2 separate regions of the Mus musculus genome follow, and region 2 is linked to region 1. A link is a contact called in public Hi-C data. All regions are on one chromosome and are shown on one strand. The core of a region is the stretch at or near the end of the contact, and the rest is flanking DNA. Distances in the headings are between cores, read along the strand shown. Region 1 has its middle 22 kb from the start of Gm40207. Region 2 has its middle 32 kb from the start of Gm38709.

The links. Hi-C and Micro-C count contacts between places; a contact is called where the count stands out from the background.
Region 2: a Hi-C map of cerebellum shows a contact between it and region 1, with 3 times the contacts expected there. The contact joins two enhancer-like sites. A contact is called at or near these places in 2 of 484 Hi-C or Micro-C datasets (cerebellar granule neurons and cerebellum).

Annotation. Positions count from the first base shown.
Region 1 is chr4:97,435,570-97,441,363 of GRCm38.p6, reverse strand. No RefSeq gene overlaps it. Among named protein-coding and RNA genes, the nearest start is that of Gm40207, 22 kb to the right of the region's middle. Within about 2 kb of position 1,868, at least 13 of the 459 cell types and tissues checked have an H3K27ac peak or open chromatin away from gene starts, as enhancers often do. A contact at or near this core is called in cerebellum, where this site is marked.
Region 2 is chr4:97,742,249-97,747,953 of GRCm38.p6, reverse strand. It overlaps a transcript of Nfia not described here. Among named protein-coding and RNA genes, the nearest start is that of Gm38709, 32 kb to the left of the region's middle. Within about 2 kb of position 1,978, at least 43 of the 459 cell types and tissues checked have an H3K27ac peak or open chromatin away from gene starts, as enhancers often do. A contact at or near this core is called in cerebellum, where this site is marked.

The DNA of each region.
Region 1 (5,794 bases), core at 619-3,118:
CAGTAGAGCAATTTACAGTCTGCCATGTCTTATTGCTTAATGAATTTGTCAAAAATCATATTACTCTGAGAATTATGGCAGGCAGGGTCCATGAGACTTCTGTCTTTAAGAGGGAGATTATTTTACTTCATTTAAGCAAAACTGTCCCCTTTCCTTTTTCTGATGCAGACAGCAAAATCTCTGAGCTTGTCTGCTTATTTATCAAATCTCTGTTGAGCTTCCTTTGCATTCGAAGTATCAGGATGACCTTGGCCAGTTTGCAAATCTCCAATTCCAGTCTACACCTGCTGTTAGAGCCAAATAGGATTGGGGAGCCCATCTTAAACTCTTGATTCTGTGCTAATATGACATCATGGATTTCTGGCTTATGTTCAACTTAGACTTTGTTACTTATTTTTCAAATAAAGCTAAAGCCTTGTTCTTCCCAGGCACAACTGCTTTAGCTCAGCCCTGGTTTCTCCCCAGTCTTTCTTCCTTCTGTTTTCTTTTATTATCCATTCATTTGCTGCTCAAACCTCTCCCAGTCTTTATTATGTCCTGCTTCTGAGGCTGAATGTCACCTTTAAAAGATGGTCATTCACAAGGTAAGACACCAGATGATTAGTTTTTTTTTCTTTGAACATTACTTTCTTCATTTGCAAAATGGAATTAATAAGCACTAACTCATGTAGCAAGTATGGAAAGTAACATGCCTAGCTTTCATCTAACCTTCTGTCCATCCAAAACTCACTCAGTCATTTGCAAACATTACTATAGTAGCTCACATGAACCAGGCCCAATGGTTGGCATTTGGAATCCATCACTGAACTCTAGACACTGTTGTCAAAGAGTTCAGATTCTATTGGAATGGGCAAAATAAAAGACAACTCAAAATGGATATGCAAGTGAGTGTGGTGATGGAGAGAGACATTGTCTGACTAGGAGACCGTTTCACAGCCATCTTCACAGTACTTAAGAATGTGTGGGAGGGCCACTGGGACTCTGCTCCTGAGTAGACAGCTGCTTTTGGATTTGAAGGAAAACTGATGATGGGCTGCAGGTGGGAGTGACAGACCAACCATAGCAGGGCATTAGCAGCAATGATTACTATTGTTTCCATCACTATCTTCTCTTTCAGTTTCTTTCTCATGCCCTCACCTATTTGGTTTTACCTTCAGACTTCTATTTTGTACCTTGTTCATCTTACAGTTTTAGAGGGATGGGACTTGTAACTATAGATCAGCTGGTAGCCACTTAAAACATTGTAGGTTTGTTTTTTTTAATATTTTCAGTTGCACTGGAGATCAAACCCAGGGCTGGCATATGTGAGTCAAATGCACTACCACTGATCTATTATCCTAAACCCCAGTTGGACTTTTTTAACCCCATGATTTACTTGAGAGAACATTTCCCAGTGGCTCCCTGGACATATGGAAGAGCTGTGGCTAGTTTGCAAACTGATGAGGGCTGTCCCAGTGAGATGGCACATGTCACAAGGCAGTTCCCTGGCCAATTTTCTGAGCTGTCTGGTTGGCCAAGTGGAAGCAGGCCAGCTACTCACAGTTAACTGTGATTCTGCCCTCCAACCCCCGACCATTTCATTTCAATCTCTTTGTTCCAAGCAACTGAAGAGCTAATGGCTGGCGAATTTATGATGACCTGTTGTTTGGCTTGTGGAATAAACCAATTCTTTTCCTTTCTGCGTTCTGACTTTCCCCTTTGTCTGCAATTTTATTTTATAATTCTTTTTGTACATATCCAACACATGCTGAGGTTATTGAAAAGCACAAATTACACAGAATTCAATTTGCATATCTATGGAGCATCCATTCCCAGAGTCCTCAGTAGGCAAAATGCCCATTGACTCTTACCTTCTTTCCTTTGCTCCTCCTTGGCAAGAAAACCAGCAGGCTGCCCCTTGCTGGTCTTGGCAGTCCTAGCAAATGGTCGTCAGGAGTGGTTCCGACAATTTTGCAACACAGGACAGCAGGCTGCACTTTGCAAAGTTACAGTCAGGTCAAGTCCCCCAGGAGCCTGAGAGGACAAGGTCAAGGAAGAAAGGCCAAACAACAACATCTTGAGACCAGTTTAGCACTGCTACTGCTGAGAAAGTTCAGACAGAGCTAACAGCATTAGGTATGAATCCTAATGCTGTTATTTGCTGAGTATTTGCTTTTATTTACTTTTCATTGAACTTCTTGAGATGGTTTTAGGTTCACATGAAGTTATAAAAACGAATGCAGAGGCCCAGGTATGATGGCATATGTCTATAATCCATGCTACATTGAGAGTGGGGAGCTGTCTCAGGAGTATTGCTATTTCAAGCTCAGCTTACACAGTAACTTCAAGGCCAACCTGAACTCTATGGCAAGACTACTTAAAAATAACAGTAAAGACATAATACAGAAGTTTAGGGACTGTCCATCCATCATTTGTTCTCAGGTTTTACCATTATTGTCTCATGTAACGGAGGTTGGCCTTGAAATAGTTATGTAACAAAGAATGACTGTAAAGTTCTAATCTTCCTACTTCTCCTTCCTGAATTCCTATAGTCCAGGTATACATCATAACATCTGATTTTACATAGCACTGATAATGTACAGGGCTTTGCACATTAGACAAGAATTCTAAGAACTGAGAAACACCACCAGACCACTTCTCATAGTGTTTTATAAGTTATTAAAATAGAACCCTGTAGTAGGCCTTGTACTAATTATATTTTTATATTTTTCTGGTATTCAGTGTCTTGCTGTTGGAAAGTTCCTTTCCTGTTTCTTTATTTTCCATTTCTTTCCCAACTTGTTTCTTTCCTCTTTCCCTTCCTTGGTTTTCTATCCATAAAGAAATGTGCACTGAATGTGTTCATAGGAGGTCTTTGCAGTTGTCTTTGATCATTTCCCAAGAGACCATTCCTTAGGAGTGAACATTTAGGGATGTATAGGCTTTATGGGTTTTGATAAAACACAAGCCATATTATTAAGAAGCAAAAGACGATTTCCATCAAGTTCTAGGAGACTGGGATGTATAGCATTGGCTATAGTCAGTAATCCCTGGGTGGTGGGATGTCTGTTAGATCCCTTATGCTCAATAACTCAAAAAGATGTAACCTATCCCTGGGTCTGGGGTGTTGTTTTGTTAGCATTTGATGTTTAGTTGAGATTTTATTGTCTCTCCATTATGTGTTGATTCCATTTAAATTCCCGTCGTACATGTATTTATTTTAGGAAACTTCTATAGTAGTGGATTTCTATATGACTTTTCAAAAGTCTTTAGTATTAGTTGTCCCTTTCCATATTACCCACTTCACCCTTCCATCTCATCCCCCTTTCCATTTTCCTTTATCATTTTCTACACTATATTCTATTTTTCATTATTTGGAATATACTCTCTCCCTCCCTGGATTCTTACAGCTACACAATCTCTGTGGATACTCTGGATAAAGCTTGAAACCTAATATTCCCACAAAAGGGAAACATGTAATATTTGTCTTTCTGAATCTGTGTTACAGTATTTAAGATGATTGTTTTTACATCTATATACTTACCTACAAATTTCCTTTTTCTTACCAGCTGAATAGTATTCCATTGTTTAAATGTATTTTATTTTCAATATATACTTATCAATGAAAGGTTATCTAGGGTAAGACCTAGCTAGTATTCAGAGGGGAATTGCCCCTCCCTACTATTTAAATAGAATATCAATATGTAATCTCAGCTGACTTTTACTAAGATCTATTCCTACTTCAGAATCATGAGTCCTAGGATTATAGGCCTATGCTATAATGCCTGATTATCAAAATGTAGACTTTTGGGATGCATAATAGATTTACCAAATTAAGATCTTTTTAGGTTCGTACCTAAACAACCAGTACTTCTAATCCACAGTGAGGCTTGAGAATCAGTCATGATTGAGTTTTAATTAAACTTGTGTTACTATGTGTTGACAGGACAATATGTCTAAAAAATAAAGAAATCTTCATGTGAAGTTAATTTGACCAATCAAGAAACAGATCCCCCACACTATTGAAGTCACTCTTGAGTAACTCGCTGTAAGGTTGTATAAATATTGAAGTGCACACAGAAAAGGGTAAACAGTTTTCATGGTGATTAGTATAGTTTAAGGAACTATGATATCACTACTTGAAACAGAAGGATAAACAGATGAATGAGTTGCTGAGATGAGATACCAAGATTTCCTTCTTAACTTCCCCCTGCAGGACCTGGCAGCACAGCTTGAAGACTTGGGGTAGAGAAACTCTTATGCTTAGAGAATTTCATCTCTAAGATGTCTGTGAGTAATATCTCCAGCATGAGAGATATTGGGAGATGGTGCATATTTCAACAGTCAGATTGTAGTTCTTTGATTTTGTCAGTTAGATAGCTACATGGTGCTAGAGAATTCTTAATAGAGACAACTAATGGTTAGAGTTTCACCTTGTTCATCATCTTCTTCGTCATTAGTCGTAGTGTTGGGTGGATAGCAAGATGAATCTGAGTCTTGACTCTATTATTCATTTCATGGTTGAAGTGAGTACTATTCATTTTGCTTCTATTTGAAACTAATCAGTTTGCTTCTTCTCATATATGCCATGGACATTGTAGTTGAGTAATAATTAAACATATGGTAATTATAAAGGATTGAGGCATACATGCTAGTGTTCAACAAATGCTTTTCTCTTACGTTTTATGAGTATCATGGCTGAGAATTTGGTGTGGTTTTCCAGGTACTCTTAGAAGATGCTACCGTTCTTCATTAACTTGTATTCAATGAACAATGAACAGGATAGATATGAGGTGATTTTTACTTTGTTAGATAAAGGATATATTGTCCTATTTATTTTCTAGTATATTTTGGTGGGCAAGGTTTTATGAAACTTCTATAATAGTAGCGGGGAAAGTTTGTTCTCTTTCTTCTTGGGAAAGAGTAGGGCCTTTCTACTGTGGATTTCTCCTCTACTTAGCAATAGCAGCTATCACCAGGTCACAAGTTCCCTAGCTAAACCTGCTGTTACTGAACTTGTTACAGAGATCTTGATTTTGGTACTTTGTGTTTGGCTCTTATATTAGTGGTTATTCTCCAGCTTATCAACACAGGTATTAAAACTGACTTTGTATGCACATTATTTTTATAGGAGTTCTAGTGCTCTATAGTACAGAAAGGTGATTATAGTTTATAATAGAGTACATTTATAAATAACTAAAACAATTCTTAAAGCCATGACTTTTCGGGTCATATGATTTTTCAGCAAGTTTAAAGTACCAGGCATGGATTCTCGCCTGTGGAATGGGATTCAAATACAACCGGAGAGCAACTGGCTACCTCCCTAAAAACTATATCACTGTTGCCCAAGCATGGACATCTTGATGTGTATGTCAGTACTGTGGTTCATAGGACTTACAGCTGGGTAAAACTGCTGGTTGGCATCTTTTCTTCTTTACAAGCTGGCTTTGCCACTTCCAACACTGTAACCTTGAAGTCTTTATGTATTGCAACCAAAGTGGGTGGTGTCTTTACCAATAAGGTTTTAACACCTAGCTCTTGTGAGCAACAGCCCAGAACCTCCCCAACCAATAACTAATATAAAAATATCAAGTTATTTCGTACCTGGAACTGGGATTTTTGTTCAGAAATTCATAGCTCACAGGAGCATCAATACTCAGTCTTTCAGGGCATCTCTTTTTACATTTATTTTTAATTTATTTTTTATACAGATTCCACATACATTTTATTTTTGTTAACTATGTCTACCACTTTCTCATTTCTCCCACCTTTCACTGTCCTCCCCAATTACAATTTTTTGCCTTTGGTATATCAC
Region 2 (5,705 bases), core at 729-3,228, 310 kb before region 1:
TGAACAAGGCCTTAGGTCAATGTCAGGGAAGCCATGAGAAAGTGAATAGTTACTAAATCAAAGTGGCTTTTTTTTTTTAACAGACAGCTGTGAGACTTGTCTGAGACTCCTGACCCCAGCTCCTGATCATGAGGATGGAGCCATCTGCAAAGTCATTGCTGAGAGCCCAATAAACAGTGTCACACATTACTGGTTTTAGAAGGACCAATTTCATGGGACAGTTGCTGAGAAAGGCAGTTGCTATATGCTTGTACTAGAAACCTCGGTATTTTCACATCATTTAAACGCTACATAAATGTGGGCATAGAGGGACTCCTGAGTGTTTGACACAGCAGAGCTGATGGCATGAACACAAGATGGGCCTCACTCAAGAGTTTACTTGAGGAGCCTAGACCTCTGCACCCAAGAAGTCTAGGGATCTTGGCAACAACTTTGAAATCATCTAAATAAAAAATGATGGTTATAATAATTCTAAAAGCACTAGTGGTCAAGTTCATTGCTTGTTGGAACTCATAAGAGGCATACACAGAATTTAGACAGACCAGACTAGCTCCAAACTATTCATCCCACTTTATCTAATGGTTTTTTCAGCCCCTCCCCCAGCCTTCTCAGTCTGGGCTTGATTTTTCTTTATACAACCTTCTTCCCACAGAGGCTTCTTTTTCTTGGCACCTCAAACTTCATTTGTATTGCAAGTCTTGTCCACACAGAGACCTTCTGAGATAACAGCTACTTCCTTGGTCTCATCTTATTTGTATCCATCTATTTGGATACCATATTCATTTCATCCCTAGTTTTGAGCTTACCTCTTAGCTTGTGTTTTTTTTTTTTTTTTCTATTCTTTACTGTAATAATGGGGTCTGGTTCAGTGCAATACATAAGCTTGCTGTTTCTTCTTCTTCTTCTTCTTCTTCTTCTTCTTCTTCTTCTTCTTCTTCTTCTTCTTCTTCTTCTTCTTCTTCTTCTTCTTCTTCAAAAAAAAAAAAAAAAAAAAAATGCCGGTTGCCTGTAAGGCATCCAGACTCACCCTCCTCAACCCTCTCCCCGAGGTAAAGCTAGTGCAGAAAATGAGCAGAAGAGTCCAGGTTTCTTTTCTTGGTCCCTTTTCAGTCAGATGCTGCTCCAAACATAAAAGGTGAAAGACTGGGGGGACAGCAAGATTGTCCAAAGAAAAGTCTCAAGTGTGATTTTATCAACTCCATAAATCCAACTGCTTGCCATGAACCTGTTGACCTTTTGGAATGAACTAAGCTCTTGGACTGGCATCCAGACTGAGATAGTGGAAACATTCCTATCTGGGGCTGAGGGTAAAACTGAGGAGACAGCTATGGTGCCAAGTGTGTGTGTGTGTGTGTGTGTGTGGGGGGGGGGGGGGGTTGGGTTGGGCAGGTTCCGAGGAAGACAATTTCCTGGGAACTCCAGTGCTATGCTTCCCAAGAGTGACAATGTCCACCGTGCAGAGGAAGCTCCAGCTGGTTAGTCAGTGGCATATTACTATGGCAGCACGTGGGGGGAGGTGCCGGGGGAGTATCCTAGGCTAGGTGCCGGTCTTTGAGTCTGTTAGCCTTTCTGGGGTGATTTGGCCAGTGAGCTTTTCAAGAGTACTAACCTATAAACGTGGTTCTAGCCTGGGGAGCTGGGCGTCGCTCTACATCCCCTCACCTCTCCTTGTGCCCTTTGCGGGGAAGGTGGTATGTCCACTCAGACTCGCACCCGCTTTCATCTGCAGCCTGCCGATTTTGCAGGGCATCTTACGGGGGGCTTGGGACCCTGGTCCAGTAAGGAGGGCCCGGGAGGAGTCACCCGTGCCCCAGACTTTCTGTACAGCGGGGTGGCGCACTCAGCGCGCGCGTTGGAAAGGTTCATTTTAAGAGTTTCAGGGCCTCGGTTTGGTGATCCGATCGGGTGACAACTTTCATCCCAGAGCCTCTCTTGTGACCCGGCGGCCTCAAGCGGACACCAGAGGGCGCCGCTTTAATGTGCTTCAGCCCGGGATCCTCGAAGGGGGCGCAGAAGTAGAGTCGGGCTAGGGATCCAGTTCTCTGTAACCTGATGGGCGCGATCCGATAATCTGCGGGACCCCTCTGGGAGCATCCTTTTTGTTTTTCCGCCTTGGGCGCGTAAAGCGGGGTGTAGGGCACCCCGAGGCCAGGTCCCCTGTTCCCACTTTGCAAGATCAACTACAGGAGCTCATACCGGGTCTTTTCACTACCTGAGGGTTCCTTGCAGAGCTGTCAGGGTGAGAAAGGAGGAGAGGTCCCTGACTGAAGCCTCGCCCCCTCTAACTGCTAAGGAACATGCCTGCAGGCGTTGAACCGAGAGCGACTAATTAATTTCCCAGCACTTGTGCAGAATACTTTAGAATGGAAAAAATGAAGGTTTTCGATGAAAATGAAGCTTGATGGTGTGCACCTGCCACTAATGCACGATGCACCGTAACTTCCCTCATTAGAGAGATGGCTTGGGTTGAGAACAAGTCATATAGTGAAAATCACTTCAACACGTGCCTGTTCATATGCATAAACTCCTGTGTACCAGATGGCAAAATATAATGACATCTTAAACAGCTAATTGCATAAACCTTGTAATGCAGATAATTGCTGTACCAAAGTAGGAGTTAATAATTTCCCACTGTATTGCCTGGCTTCAGAGTAATCCTTAAGGAAAGTTGTGACAATTCTAACACACTAAAGTTCACCAAGCGGTAATTAAAACTAGCACTTATATCATTTGACTTTCAAACCCTTAATTATGTTTTGGAAGAACTGCTATGTGGAAACCCAGAAGTTGTAGATGATTATAACATTTGATGCCTGTGATTCGTCCGTTTTCCTTTGCAGGTCTCATGTGGCATAAGATTAGAGAAGCCATTGGGGATATGTTATATTCTCCAAAATGATTCCCAGAGTGGAAGGCCTGCATTTTGGTGCGTGATTGGTTAATTCCCACCCCCAGTAGATCTGTGGATTATTGCCAATGTGTACTTATTCAAGGGGCCACTTCAATGATAACTTTACCGTTACATTACATTTACATTAAACATTACAGCCTTACCATGTGACTGACACCTTTAAAAACACTTTGCAGGTATCTCATCTAATCCTCGACACAACTATCACAAATGTACCCTGACTACTGTCCTTCTTCGATGAGGGAACCCAGATAAGGACTAGTAAATTATTTCCTCAAAGTCACTGATCTGAAGACACCACAAACCACAGAATCCACACTGTTTACCATTATTTTTAACGGTCCCATTATTTACAATAGGACCTGAGCATTTCAACATTCCCATTTTATTTTCTAATAGTATTTAGAAATAAAATTCGTATGTAATAATTGAATTATTAATGCAACTTGGCAGGTAAATATCTTTGTTGAATTTAATTTCTCATCTATTTCCATGATACTTCCCCATGGAAAATAATCTGTGGTTTATACAAAGTGGTTGTCCATTAGTAAACAACCAAGAAGAGCACACCCATAGAACTAGATTTTCATTTTCCTAAAACATAGTTTAAAAGATAGATATACCTTAGTGTTTTTATCTCTCCATTTGACAAAGAATAAAATTAGCTTATGGTATATTAAAAAAGCACATACAATAACACACCCAGAACACAATGCTCCGTACAAGACACACACAGTGTTGTCTTTTCTCTCTTTATGTTGATATTATAGATTTTCTCTTTTTGTCGTTTTGAGCAGATAAGATGAGGGATGCCAGCTGTCTCCTCAGCATGCAGCCACCCTTGGAGACTCCCTTCTGTGAGTTATGTGCCCATCTCCTCCACAGTTGCTCCTACATTAAGTCCTTAATTTAGAGGGAGGAATTTCAGCTTTGAGGTCAGGAGCTCAGCACGCTTATTCTTTTTCCACTATGACTTTGCAGAGTGACCTTGGATAAGACACTCGATGGCCATGAAATTCAGCTTCTTTACCCAAAACACAAAAGCCCTGGCTTGTCACACATGTCCCTCCTAGTTCCGTCCTTCTGGGATGTTATGCAGCTGTTTCTCATCTAACTTTTTTTATTTTAAAATGGGAATAAGACTACTAGGTTGCACTCTCAGTAATACAAGGAAGAATCTGAGATGTTTGGCTCAACCAGAAAAATGTCTGTAGGGAAAAGACTTAATTTAGGAAGCATTTCTTTGATAGCTGTTATTTTCTGGTGTAGCACTCAAGGAATAAAGGGAAATGTGACATAATCCTTGACATCAGCAGTTTCTGATATAGCTAGTGACAGGCAGAGGAGTATAACTATGCAGTGGCACGATGGCGGCCATGATACGTAGCATATTATGAAGTAGAAACATGTTATTTACATGGTGGGGCAATTTCATGGCAGAGGTGACACCTGAGCTGCATTTTGAAGGACAAGTCAGAGCTGGTACACCGTGGGTCCATGGAATATGGGAAATAGGAAAACGTAGCTACCTGGGAGTAAGGAAGAAATCAGGTGACCATCAATATAAGGAACAAAGGAGAGAGCCTAGGTAGAAAAGACAGACATAGGGCTAATCTTGCAAGGCTTTGTTGCAGGGTTTGGACTATACTATGAATTTAATGGGATTAGAATGAAAGATTGACTGTCTTAGACTTCATTATTACAGTAATTATGGAACCATCTGGAATGCAGAAAGTTTTAAACTTGTTCATAGTGTCTGCTTTTTACTTGAGAGAATATCTAAGAGATACCTTATCTAAGAGAATTCTTGCTTTGTTCACCAGAGGGTTGGAAGTCAGTGCTCACCTCTGGCATTGTTCAAGAAACCAAGTTTTATGTGAGTATATTCTCTAATTGCTTGTTCTAGGACCCTAAAGTCTTCAAGATCATGCTTCCTCATCTTTCACATCCAAAAGGTTGGGGGCAGGAATCGAAGCTATAATCATTGCACAAGCCAGTGCACAAAACTCCACTTGAAAATTCTATGCTTTAAAAACATTTTAATGATGAATCTTATCTATTTTGGTTTGAGATTAAGTGCTCACAGAAGCTCTGGTGTTTGTCAGTAAACAGCATCCCTTCCACCAGTAGAAACATGCATTGGAAATACTCTCTGGAGAACAACTTGGCCATATATGGAATGTTCTCTATGTTCTGTCCAGCAATTCTGGTTCAGGGAATGTGTCGTTTTTGGTCTTGGGGATCAAGTGTCAAGCCTTGTACACATATCAGCTACACTACTTCTTCATAAAATTATGTGTCTAGGAATTTATCTTGCGGAAATAACCAAAGCATTCAAGGGCAGTCAACCCTTCATCTGTGGGGTTTCCATTTGCATATTTAACCAAGAGAGGATCCAAAAAGTGAGAAGTGTACAAACACATATGGGGTCTTCTCTTGCTAACTTCCCGTCAACAAAGCAATGTGACATTTGACCTTGTATTTTCTAATGTTTAAATGTAGGAATGTGGTACTTTCATAACCACAAAAAAGTAAGAGAAACATGTAATGATTATCAATACTAAAAAGCAGAAACTATGAAGCAATCTTTTAGACCCATCTTACAGTTGATGACAATATCGTCTTTGCTGTATCTTGCTGGGGACAAGGAAAGTTGATATAAAAATAAAATATTATTTATGTAAGACTTAGGAGAATGAGCAAGGTTGCAAAAACAAAACAAAACAAAGCAACAATAACAACAACAACAACCACCAGTTATCAGGCCAGAGGTGAGTATCTGCATCTCCTTTTC